Linked DNA regions of Mus musculus: region 2 is linked to region 1. The links are chromatin contacts, called in public promoter capture Hi-C maps. All regions are on one chromosome and are shown on one strand. Each heading gives the region's core, a stretch centred on a gene start, on an enhancer-like site or on the middle of the called end of the contact. The rest is flanking DNA. Distances are from core to core; before and after follow the strand shown. Region 1 holds the start of Nsmaf (neutral sphingomyelinase (N-SMase) activation associated factor). Region 2 overlaps Tox (thymocyte selection-associated high mobility group box).

Region 1 (5,767 bases), core at 1,893-4,392:
TTATGAGTAGATTCTTGTTTGGGAATAAGTTAATTTGAGATAATAATGGAATAAGGAAATGGACTACTAAGCATTTTTGATGAAGCCAATGTAAATTCTAAGTTAGTCAAATATTTGCAATATTTATTTTCTCACTCAAAGATTTATATGTTTAAAAAAATGAGCCAATTTCTTTAAAGGCACAATTTTGTGATCCAAAAGCACTCCTGATTAACTGAGCCCTGATTCTGCTATCTATATCTGTTTCTAATGCCTAGCATAACCTACAACGGAGAATAAAAAACTAGAATGTTCCATATTAGAAATGGAAAGTTACACAGGAGAATAACAAATCACTTCGTATTCTAAAAACGTATTATAAATAAATGCAAACTAAATTGATAAGCAAATATGCTGAGTAAAAGAAATTTAATATCAGCATAACTAAGGAACTGCACATCCATGGACTATTTAGAGCAAAGTGGAAGTTTGTGAAATGACTGTGACATACAGGCATAACAGAAACTTCATAATCAATAATGCTTGAGCTAAAACAACGGCTTACAAACCAACAGAATACATCTCTCCTCTTTTCTCTCTCTCTCTCCCCTCTCTCTCTCTCCTCTTCTCTCTCTCCTCTCTCCTCTCTCCTCTCTCTCTCTCTGAAGGCTCGGGGCATCTCAGCCATCTAAACCTCTACATCACCTAAGATGAGAAGAGTTGGGACAACAAAACTTAAACAGAAATATTCCTAAGTGGAGATATCTTCAGTGGTAGTTTGTAGAGCATCCTCATTTGCTTACCCACAGAGCATTTCTGCCATGCCCAAGTATTTCAGAGAATATATTGGAATTGTCTCTTGACTTTTCATTTGCCTTCATTGGCATCTAATCGTGGCCTTTTGAAATAACCAGTAAAGTCAATATGTCTCCTGACATAATTGTAGGGATACAAGAATATTTTATTGAACTATTTCCTTTCTAGTCCTAAAACTTAAGCTTCCCGCCCCCATAAACGTCATCAAACAGCACCAGTGCACGGTTATTTGAAATCTAAGTCAGAGTGCAAGGTTGTATTGTTTAGCAAATAACAGTACAGGATGTCCAGATGGAAGTGGAATTTTAGATAAACAATATATTTAGTCTGTACTGTGGTTTTAGTATAAATATGTCCCCAAATCTACATGTGACATTTGCTAAAAAATTATCTAGAATTAATATTTAACCGAGTCTCATATCGTACCTAACAATTCCAGCCGGTTTCTTTCTCCGGCCCTCTTAAATGCCATATACAATACCAGCGCTGTTCATCTCTATCTCACTAAACATCTGGAATATACCGACTTTTCTCCAGTCTTCTGTCATCACTGCGGCAGAATCTCCCAGGCAGGAGCTTCTACTTATGTGGAAAATGTACCGTATTCTAACTGCAGCTGAATCAGCAGTCAGAGACACAAGCTAACTTCAGTTTCTCTTTCTCTGGGTTCAGTGTTTGGTAGCTGTAGAAATCTAAACCCTCTGTGAGTACACCCAGCAGAGAGGCCCCTGGTTATCTCTGAAGCTAGCCTCAAGCTCTGGGAAAGAACTGTTCTCTGAGATAGCGAAACCCTGAGATAGCTGAAACCCGACACCTTTATAAACACGTTGCCCATTTGAAGCCAATGTTGCCAAAAGATAAGCCAAGAAACGCGTGGGCAGAAATGGTAGATCTGGGTCTCTGTAAGGTTGGTTTTCCAAAGTTAACTTTTAAAAGTTCCCCTTTTTAAAAATGGATTCTATGATTTATAAAGAATCTGCTTGGTTTACGTTCAAAATAAAAATTTGGGGTGATCAGGAAGTAGAAATCAGCTGCTGGTGCTGAGTGTAGGGAAGAGTTGATGCTGGCAGCTGATAAATGTTTGGGCTGGGAGCACTCCTACCTTGGAGTACTGTGAACATATGTACATAATATGTAAACAAACCAGCATTTGCTGGAAATAACCGGGGCAGCGAGTTCCTCTAACATTACAGAGCAGCGTAAGACGATTAAAATAAGTCAGAATCTACGACAAAACACCCCCTGTCCGATTTCGCTGTTTATCACAGGATTGTTACAAATGACTAAGTCCTAGAAACATGACAGGCCACGCGTTTAAAACATTTCAAATGTTAATCTGAATGCTCTTCAATGTAACACAGAGCACCAACAAGTCTTAACAAGTCGTCGGGTGCCAGACAAAGAAATTCCATTTAAATTCCGGAGGTGGAAAGGTAATTTCAGCGCGGACCACCCTGCCAGCCCACTACATCTTAGAGAGAGATGCGGGGCTTGGGGAAGAGGGCGGGTTGAGCAATAGCTACAGGTGAAGCCTCCGCAGAGCACCCAGAATAAAAGCTGCACCTGCATTTCCTGGCATAGCCTGCTTCGCTGGATCCACTCAGCAACAACGTGACCGTCGGATCCCGGCTCCCACAGACAAACCCGCATCTCAAAACAAACAAACAAAAATGTAGCCCGCGTTCCCGCTGGAACCACAGCTGGGTCACAAAACCAACCGCCCTGGGAGGGACCCACGGGGCGGAAGTGCGCTTTCCTGTGCGGGGACGGGATCTGAGGGAGGCCGGAGCTCTACCCACGTCCTCCCTGGGCCGCGGCTGACCGCGGCCGCCCCGCCGCACGCGCTTCCCCAACAGCCTCCCATGCAGGGCGCGGAGGGTCGGTGGGGAGACGCCGGCGTGGGACGGCGGGCGGGCGGGCGCGGGGACCGCCCTGCCTTCGCGTCCCCAGGCGCCCCCGCCAGCCGGGCCCACCCGCGCGCGGCTCTGCGGCCCCGGAGGCGGCCGCGGCCTGCAGGAGAGTCCCCGGCTGCCGCCCGGCCCGGCCTCCCGCCCCGCGCACCTCTCCTTGGAGTAGAGCTGCAGCTGCTGCTCGCGCTGCCTCTTCCGGGTGAACGCCATGGAGGCCCAGGGCTCGCAGGCCGCCGACTGTCCCGAGCAGTCCCGAGCGGCCGCACCGGGCGGGCAGGCGGGCGGGCGGCCGGGAGCCCCACGCTGCGCCCCAGGGCCCGCGGCGTCCGGACGGCGCTCACCGCAGCATCCTCGCGTGGGGACTCGGGCGACGCCGTGACTCAGGCCCGGAGGAGGGGCGCGCAGTGACCTGAGGCCGCGGGAGCCGCGTCCTACACTGCCCCGACTAACCTCTGCAGCGCTGCTGCGGCGAGGATACCTCCCACGTGAGCCTGAGACCTGCCCGGGAGCCCCCCAGTTCGTTGGCGGCGGGGATTTGAAATAACAAGGTTTTTGGATGTTTAGTCCCAAATTTCAGTCTTTGAAATAAATAATCGATGGGATTTTATTTTATTTTTTTCGCCCGTGTATGGTGTAGCGGTTCTTAGTAATATTCATATTTAGGTTGCAACTATTATCACAGTGATGGGATATTTTTACTATCTCAAAAAGAAACCTTTACCTTTTAGCAATCACTACTCCTAGGTGCATCTCCACAAACCTTTGCCCTAGAAAACAGTACTTAACTTTCTGTCTCTGTGAATTTGCCTAGCCTGGACATCTAGAATAAAAACATCCATACAATATGTGGTCTTTGTGTCTGATTTCTTTCATTTAGCACAATGCTTCCAAGGTTCGTCTGAGGTATAGCACAAGTCAACATTCTATTCCTTTTTATCACGGAAGTGTATTCCATTGTATCACACACTGCATTCCTGTTAATATATTCAACAGTTGCCAGGCACAGCAGTGTTCCCACCTTTTGGCTATAAGCATTCACGTACCCGTTTATGTGTGTAAATGCTTTCATTTCTGTTGAGTGAAGTCGAAATCAAAGGGTGGAGTTTCTAGACTGTTTTAATAAGTCCATCTGTGAACTCTGAAAGTCTGCTACTGTGCTTTCAAAGTATCCATTTAACTCCCACTAGCAGTAAAGAAAGGTTCTTACCTTCAACAATACTTACCTTTTATATTCTGTCCTGCCAACTATGACTCGTATTTCATTGGGGTTATGATTTCTCAATACCCTGAGAATACGCTGGATATTGCTTACCTTTAAGGGACTCTCAAATAACAAGCCTCTAAGTTGTGTGTGTTGAAACACTCCTAGTGTTGGCTTAAGAATCAAGTTCTGCAGGGTTGAAAAAAAAGCACAACAATGGCAACAATTAGCTGTCCTTCATCACTGGCAGCATGTGGGGGAAGATCGGAAGTCATAACTGAAGAGACCTGAGTACCCTATGTCAGTGAATCTCTTCCTTTTATCCGAGTGCTGCACAGACTCTGTAACTACCCTAATGGTCCTTGGGAACGAGCTTGTGTGCATGTGTGCACAATGACATAAGATTATGAGAATGGCTAAGATACCATCTGAAAATTTTCTGTGTGGCAAATAGTATAGTAGATGCTATGGACTCAAAGGAGAGAAATTAATTTGGCTGGAATAAAGTAATTAAAAAATAGACCAGAATCTAAGTTTTCTTTTCATTAAACATTGAGGAAAGATGTGGTCCTGGTAGTGGTGGAGAGTGACAGAGTCTCTCCTTGGCCAAATTCTATCCAGGTCCTGAGTTCTCTCAAGCTTTGATCTTAGCTTACAAAAACGGGGGACTTCCATCTCGTTCCCTCTCCATATTAAGAGCCTTAAAGCTCTGGCATCATTTCTAAGGGTTCCTCCGGATGGCCCTAAGCCCCTTTCAGTACCTGTTCAAAGCTGCCAAGAGATCTTGTTGCTGTCCTCAACTACTGTCTACATAGGCTGGAACTCGTGTGGGGCTGGGGAGATAGCTGCCAGCAAAGTATCTGCCACATGTGGGCGGGGATCTGAATATGCATCCGGGCATCCATGTGAGAAAAAAACAATTAAAATAATGAAGCATATCAGGTCCAGCCTGTAACCCCAACACACTGGGGAGTCTGAGGCAGTAACTAACTGGCTAGCATGGCTAGTGAGTGCTGGGTTCTGTGAGAAGCCCTGGCTTTGATGCCTGGTCTCCCAAGGGCACACAGCCCAGGAGCATACAGCTATGAATTCATTTCCACACCTATAACACACACACCACCAACAAAGCACTCCCAAGCTGCTTACATTTGCCAATCACTCCTCTGTTCCTTTGGTATGTTTATGCATCTCCTGCAGCTCAGAAGTATCTCTTTCAAGGTCCTGAAAGCCATTCTTTTGAAATGGGTGTGGGAAGACAGAATCTAACTTTTGTAATTGCTGCTAGCAGACAAGCTGCCTGACCAGCCTTTTGTAGTTTTCTGTTTTCCTAATTCTCCTGAGCCACTGAGCCCTTCCTGAGTTGTCCCTTCAGAGTATTTACTCCTCCACACATCAGAGCTCAGTTCAGCTCCCACACCTATTGTAACAGCGCACTTCTGATTATAAGTGGTCCTTCCTACTTTAGGTGTTTCTTGGACAAAAAGAAGGGAGAAATATTTTTCAAAGGGTCTTTCTTTAACATTAGCTCTGAAGAGAGAGATTTCTGCTATAATAGTTTGTTAGGGACAAGAATTTAAGAGAACTGAGAGCTGGCAGTCTCTCACTTTCCTGACACCTCTCTACCTCACTGGCCTCTCTTCTCTTGTGTTCTGTGTTCTGTGTGTGTGTGTGTGTGTGTGTGTGTGTGTGTGTATAAAAGATGTTCTGGTTTCTATCAAAGTTTCTTCCCAGCAATCAAGAATCTGAAATTATGCTTTCTTCTGTCATTCTCTTAGCCAATCTATCTTCTGTCAGTATTGGATTTTTCCCATCTGAATAGTAACTTTTTTTTTTTCATTTTACTAAAATATATTATTTTTTC
Region 2 (5,767 bases), core at 2,406-4,905, 470 kb after region 1:
ATTATGGGACTTAATTTTGCACACATTGATAAGACAGAAGCCATAGTGCCATCGAAAGTTAAGATTATCTTGGTACAGTGACATTGTATTAGAGGAGGAGGCTTGGTTTGGGGACCATTGGCCTTGGCCTGCTAGAAAATGAACAGTTCCTCCAAAGGACACAGTGCTTTCTTCTCTTCCAAGCTCTCGGCCTTGCAGGACCCTGGAGACAGGATGCTTGGTGCTTGCTCTGCAATCCCTTTAACGCTCCCACGCCACCAGCCTCTCCTTTCATGAGTTTTGACTTGCTCTTTTTATTTTTATGCATTTCTCCTCTGTTGGTTCCACTGGAAAGCTAAAACTGAGGTGCCTGGTAAAATTTCATCCATAAAAGACAGCACTCGGCTCCCCTGTTCTCAGAGACCCATGTCCATGATACTTAGAATTCTCCTAACCATCCTGGAGTGTTAGGCATAAGAACTGACATTCAGTGGTGATGTGTTTTCGCCACTGATCAAACGACAGTTGGACTAAAGGACCTCTGACCTCCCTTCCAAGTTTCCAAAACAAAACAATATTCTCCAAAGACCCAGAACTCACTTAAGAGCTGCAGTGACTTGTAATCCTATGTAATGTCAAATCACATCAGTCATTCATTAGGGGACTTATCTAAAACGTGCGAGCAAACCTGATTAAGCAAACCGTGTCAAGCGCAGCCAACCTGAATCAAATGATTGGATATGAATTTGCAGCAATTGGATTGTTCCTGTGCCTGTTATGACAGAAAGGAATGATTATCAAATATTTTCCAAATTGTCTCCTAATGAATCGCAGACTGTTCATGTAGTGGGAAACGCCATTGTCGCAAGACTCCCCTCTCCTCACCACGGTTGGCTTTGGGTTGCTTATTATCCATTAGTGCCAATGTGCCTTACTCAATGAGGCAAGCTTAGACTGGAGAAATGAAGATTTCAACCCTGTTTATACCTTCCCCTTTTCTAAAACGAGATATATTTTCTTGCCCTTTTCCAATAGTCCAGTTTCTTTTTCTTCACAAAAAATATTCAGCAAAGTTTATGAAGTCTGTATGTATTTCCCCTGGCTCTCAGAAAGAGAAAATTAATTTAAATACAATTTTTAAAAGACCGTGTTCTCAAAGAAGAGGCCACTATTGTTTATTGAATCAGGGTGTTGTAATTAGCATTTTATTTTGTTCTCTGGCATAGATTCACCTGCAGTAATATAAAAATCAAAAAGATAAAAAGGAAAAGGAGAAAACACTAAGCCCACAAAAGTGCAACGATTTTGATGTTTTTGCTTAATGAGAATTCACAGAGAATGTCAGTTACTTGAACAATAATTAAGAAATAAACAGAATATGCTGCCCCTGAAGTGTGACCCATCCTACACTGAATTCTCTTTTGAGCACTAGAACACTGTCTGTATTCCAGGCCTAATACGTGCCTCTCTCCCGAATGAGCTCTGAGCTAAGTAGCAGTTGGGAATGTGGGATTGTACAACAGCGTTAAGGCTGCATATAAGACTCATCAGAAAGCAAGTTTGCTAGCTGAGTTAAACAAGAAACCCCATTCATGGGCTTCTGAACCAGTTCACTTTAGAACTCTCCCGCCTGCTTCTTTTCACAAAGGGAATATAGTGTTTATAAGAACTCAGCAGTTTGAAGGGGGAAAAACTGGTCTCTGGAAAGTGTTGATTTCCTTCCTTCTCAGGGAACTCAGAGGGTCTTAGACTTTCCTAGATTCTCAGTTCAGACCTCCCAGAGGCAAATCTAACCTCCAACTCTGCCAAGAATAGTGTTTTATCAAGCTCAACAAACACTAATTTGTGTGTTAATATTCATGCTAATGTACTAATCGTTAGTTATATAAACAAACCATTTGGCTGTACAACTGTCAACAGGACCAAAATCTGCTAGCATAGACATCAGCTTCACATACATGCCCGCATACAACTACTGAAAGATCAGAAACTCAGCAGCACACTGCTGTGGCCAAGGAACAAAAGCCTATGTGACAAAACTCCAAGGTCTCTTAGGAAAAGTAGTGAATCAGCACTCCTGAAGAAAGCAGAGTCCTCTTCGCTGAGGAAAGCGGGGGGAAGGGGGGAACCCATCATCTTTTGGACCTTGCAGGGCCTTCCCCATACAAGCAGCATACAGCATGGCTTCAAAACCTGTAGGCTTTTGATAACTAGATGAAGTCAAAGAACCTTGGACGTCGAGTGTCACTGCCCAATTCTCCAGTAACTCCCTGGCAATGACAATTTCTCTATGAAAGATTCCAAAATATGACTAATCTAGTATAAGATGCTTGTCTGGATGCTTCATTTGCTATCACACCTACCTTAACAGAATTCAGCTACTAGTACAGAACTGACAAAGGCATTTCAGAAGTGACCAAGTCAAAGAATCAAAGCCAGAAGAAACTGCCCTAATTAAATCACAATATAGACATGGGAGGAGCAACTGAGAATAACTGACTTGTCTGCAGCAGCTACTTGCATTTCACTCTGATGAAACAGTTTAGAGGATCAGGAGTCTCACTCCATGATGACATAAACCCATATACCTGTTCTGGACTACAGAGCTCTAAAGTAAGTCTATGTGCTTAAAGATACATATATCTACAACACACACACACACACACACACACACACACACACACGCACACATGCATACACACACAGAAAAACCCAGTCTTTTTAGCAGAGCTATTACTTGGCTTAAACCATGGATGGGGTATGACTCTGTAGTAACATGGCTATTTTTCAAACAAGCATAGTAGAATTTAACAATAGACATGACTTTTCAAAGTAAAGGTTTCTTTAGACAATTCTTATGAATTCAATTGTCTGACAAATCCTGTTTTAGAATTACCTTCTTGGGTGTTTGCAAAATTGTTAAGGATTTAATAAATTTAAAATCAAATCAATCAGATGTATGCTAATATAGGAGTATGTTATATGGAATCCATAACTTTATCTAAAAAACCTTCTGACTCTGTTATATTCTTGAATATTTTCCTATTACTGTACTACAGGCAAAAACCAAAAAAACTAAAAAACAAAACAAAAATCTCAAAATTAAATGTAGTAAATAGACAAGCTCATTTATTAGGCAGTAGGCCAACCTCACAAAATATTGTCAACTAAATAACAAAGCTAATTTTTGAATACTTTATGACTTGAAAAATCCTTCTTTATGGACAATTACAGTAGAGCTGTTCTCAATGTCCTTCAAACTAGGGCAACACTTTCATGGCTATTGCATGGTGTTACTTGGAACCTTGAATCTCTGAGATGGTTGCAGTGTGTGCAGGTAACTTGTGACTTCCTTCCAACAACAGAAGCTCGAGGCTCAGGCACACCTGAACAATTACATTACACCTCTAACCAAGCAGAACAGCTCTTTTTCTTTCTTTCTCATTTGCGTATGGTACTGGGGTTCTGCAAGGACCACATAGGTAAGAATGGAGTCTTGGTTAATCATGTGAAACTGATGGATGCTGGCACTCAGGCCTGAATTCACTTAAATTCTGATACCAAATACAGTATAGAGGGACTGAAACTTGTGAATGGATACTTCCTGTCTGCTCATGGCACTGAACCCCAAGGGATGCCCTAAACCATAAGACTTAAAACCACAAAATACATTCTTCCTTTTTTCTGTTCTCTTTTCTCTTTTGGGGCCTACCAAATCCTCTCTGTACACAGCTATTTCCTTGAGCTGATATTGGCTGAACACTTAGAAACCACAGAATTATGTTGAGAGGTTAACACTCATTCCACGATAAAACTGTGTGGCTGTGTCATATGCGGAAATTGCCGGTATTGTTAAAGCTTCAGAGGGAGGAGTGAAGGTCACTTTCTTTTTTATGGCATTAGGCACATGGGCTTGGAGGGTGTTGGTGGATGGCAGCCACCAACTGTGTATGAAGCAACGGTGCTGCCAAAACTGTGAATAATTAACAGATCTGAAAATATAAATAGATGAAACCAATGGCACGTTTGCCAGGAGGGTTGACCATCACAACTTGGCTTCCCAAGGGCAAGTTTCTTCAAGAGCACCATTTCCCACCTGTCCCAGGCTGACTATGGAAAGTTGAGGGTGTATTTTGGTTTGGTTATTTTGTTTCATTTTATCCATATTGGTATAGGCTAAGGCAAAGTGTCTGTGAGGCAGACACAGGGCAGATGAACGAGTATTTGTAACACTTGATATTCAAACCCTTTGGGATAGAACATTTTATGCTTGAAAATATTTTCACTGGATATATGTACAGCCCCCTTTCACCTAGAACTGTTGATAAAAATAAGTCTTTTTTTATTGTGCTGTAATAGAGTATTCTAAAACTCTACACCTGAACTCTCTCAAAATACAACCCGTTTTCTTCTTAATACACATAGCAGAGCATGAAAACCATGTGTTAGCTGCATGATGAACTGGCAAGCCACAGTTTTGATTTCTTCCTTCCTTCTTTCCTTCCTTCCTTCCTTCCTTCCTTCCTTCCTTCCTTCCTTCCTTCCTTCCTTCCTTCTTTCTTTCTTCCTTTCTTTCTTTTGGTCATAGGACCATTTGGTTCTGCACATAATATTCTTCTGAGGAAAATGGTATACATTCACCTTTGAACTGAATTATTTTATGGTAATTAAGTGGATTTGACTCTCACCATTTTCCTGCCTTTAGGGTAAGACTTCATCTCAGTTTTCCTGTATAATTTCATTCGTTTTTCAGCTGCTTGCTTTCTATTCCTACTTCTATATGGTTTTGCTTTCTTAATTTCTACTTCTTTAGTTGCCCACAGATATGTGTTTTCTTCGTTATTCCAATGAGCTATATTTAGAAGCTAATATGCTACATTCCTTTAAAATACTTGAGTTTCAACTCCCCAGTACCCATATGTTATTTTCTATGTCTATATGATGTGGTAATAAAAGAGTTTTCAAAAACGTCTTGGAACTGGAGATTTTTATGTTTTGAGGAATTCCCAGGCAAGCTTTGAATCTTGGGGAAAGAGAGAGAGAGAGAGAGAGAGAGAGAGAGAGAGAGAGAGAGAGAGAGAGAGAAGATTTTGCTGCTGGGATGTAAAGGAATCATGCTTGATGTGTAAAGGCCACAATTCTGCTCTGACCTGCAGCCTGCTTTAACAGTGGCACGGACTGGCTGGATGGTCATGAAGTACAGAATACACAAGGTCAGTATGAATCACACCCAAGGTGATTCCTAATCAGAAGGCAAACTAAACACAGTTAAGATTCAAAAACAGACTCCTAGAATCCCGAAATTCTGCGGTCCTGTGCTCCATTCTCTCTCATGCTCTTGCCTAGAAAACAAAAGTGTCTTCTAGCATAAGTAAGTCATAATGTAAGGAAGTAAGCAACAAGTGAGTAATGGGTAAGAAGTTGACTTTTACAGAACTTAAAAATACATGTATTTTCTGACTAAATACTTTTGGTTACCATGGAAGGAGGCCAAAATACTTAAAGACTCCATTTTCCTTTAAGCTCAAAGGATTTACCAGGAAGTTAAAACTAAAACAGGTTTCCAGAGGTGGGACTAACAGTCACCGAGCTACCCAGTTCTCGGGTCACTTTGTCCTTTCCTGGTGATATCTTTGGCCTATCTTTATGTTAGCAGATAGTTTCTTCCCCTCACTGCTATTATTATACAATCTCATTTAGTCATTCATGAGCAATACGAACACACACTACAATACCATGTTCTGGACAGCCTACTATACACCAGGCCGTTATCTATTTAATACATATA

What was found. Promoter capture Hi-C pulls out the DNA fragments that hold promoters and counts their contacts.
Region 2: a contact with region 1 is called in a promoter capture Hi-C map of pre-B cells. The contact joins the enhancer-like site here to the promoter of Nsmaf in region 1. A contact is called at or near these places in 1 of 39 promoter capture datasets (pre-B cells), 2 of 484 Hi-C or Micro-C datasets (centrocytes and pre-B cells) and 1 of 115 datasets of contacts at active chromatin or transcription factors (memory CD8 T cells).

What each region holds. Positions count from the first base shown.
Region 1 is chr4:6,451,129-6,456,895 of GRCm38.p6, forward strand. Nsmaf (neutral sphingomyelinase (N-SMase) activation associated factor) reads right to left here and starts at 3,143. Exons shown (of 31, transcript NM_010945.2): 1 at 2,857-3,143. The coding sequence starts at 2,915.
Region 2 is chr4:6,921,231-6,926,997 of GRCm38.p6, forward strand. All of the region lies in intron 1 of Tox (thymocyte selection-associated high mobility group box), which reads right to left. Among named protein-coding and RNA genes, the nearest start is that of Tox, 67 kb to the right of the region's middle. Within about 2 kb of position 3,656, at least 92 of the 459 cell types and tissues checked have an H3K27ac peak or open chromatin away from gene starts, as enhancers often do. A contact at or near this core is called in centrocytes, memory CD8 T cells and pre-B cells, where this site is marked.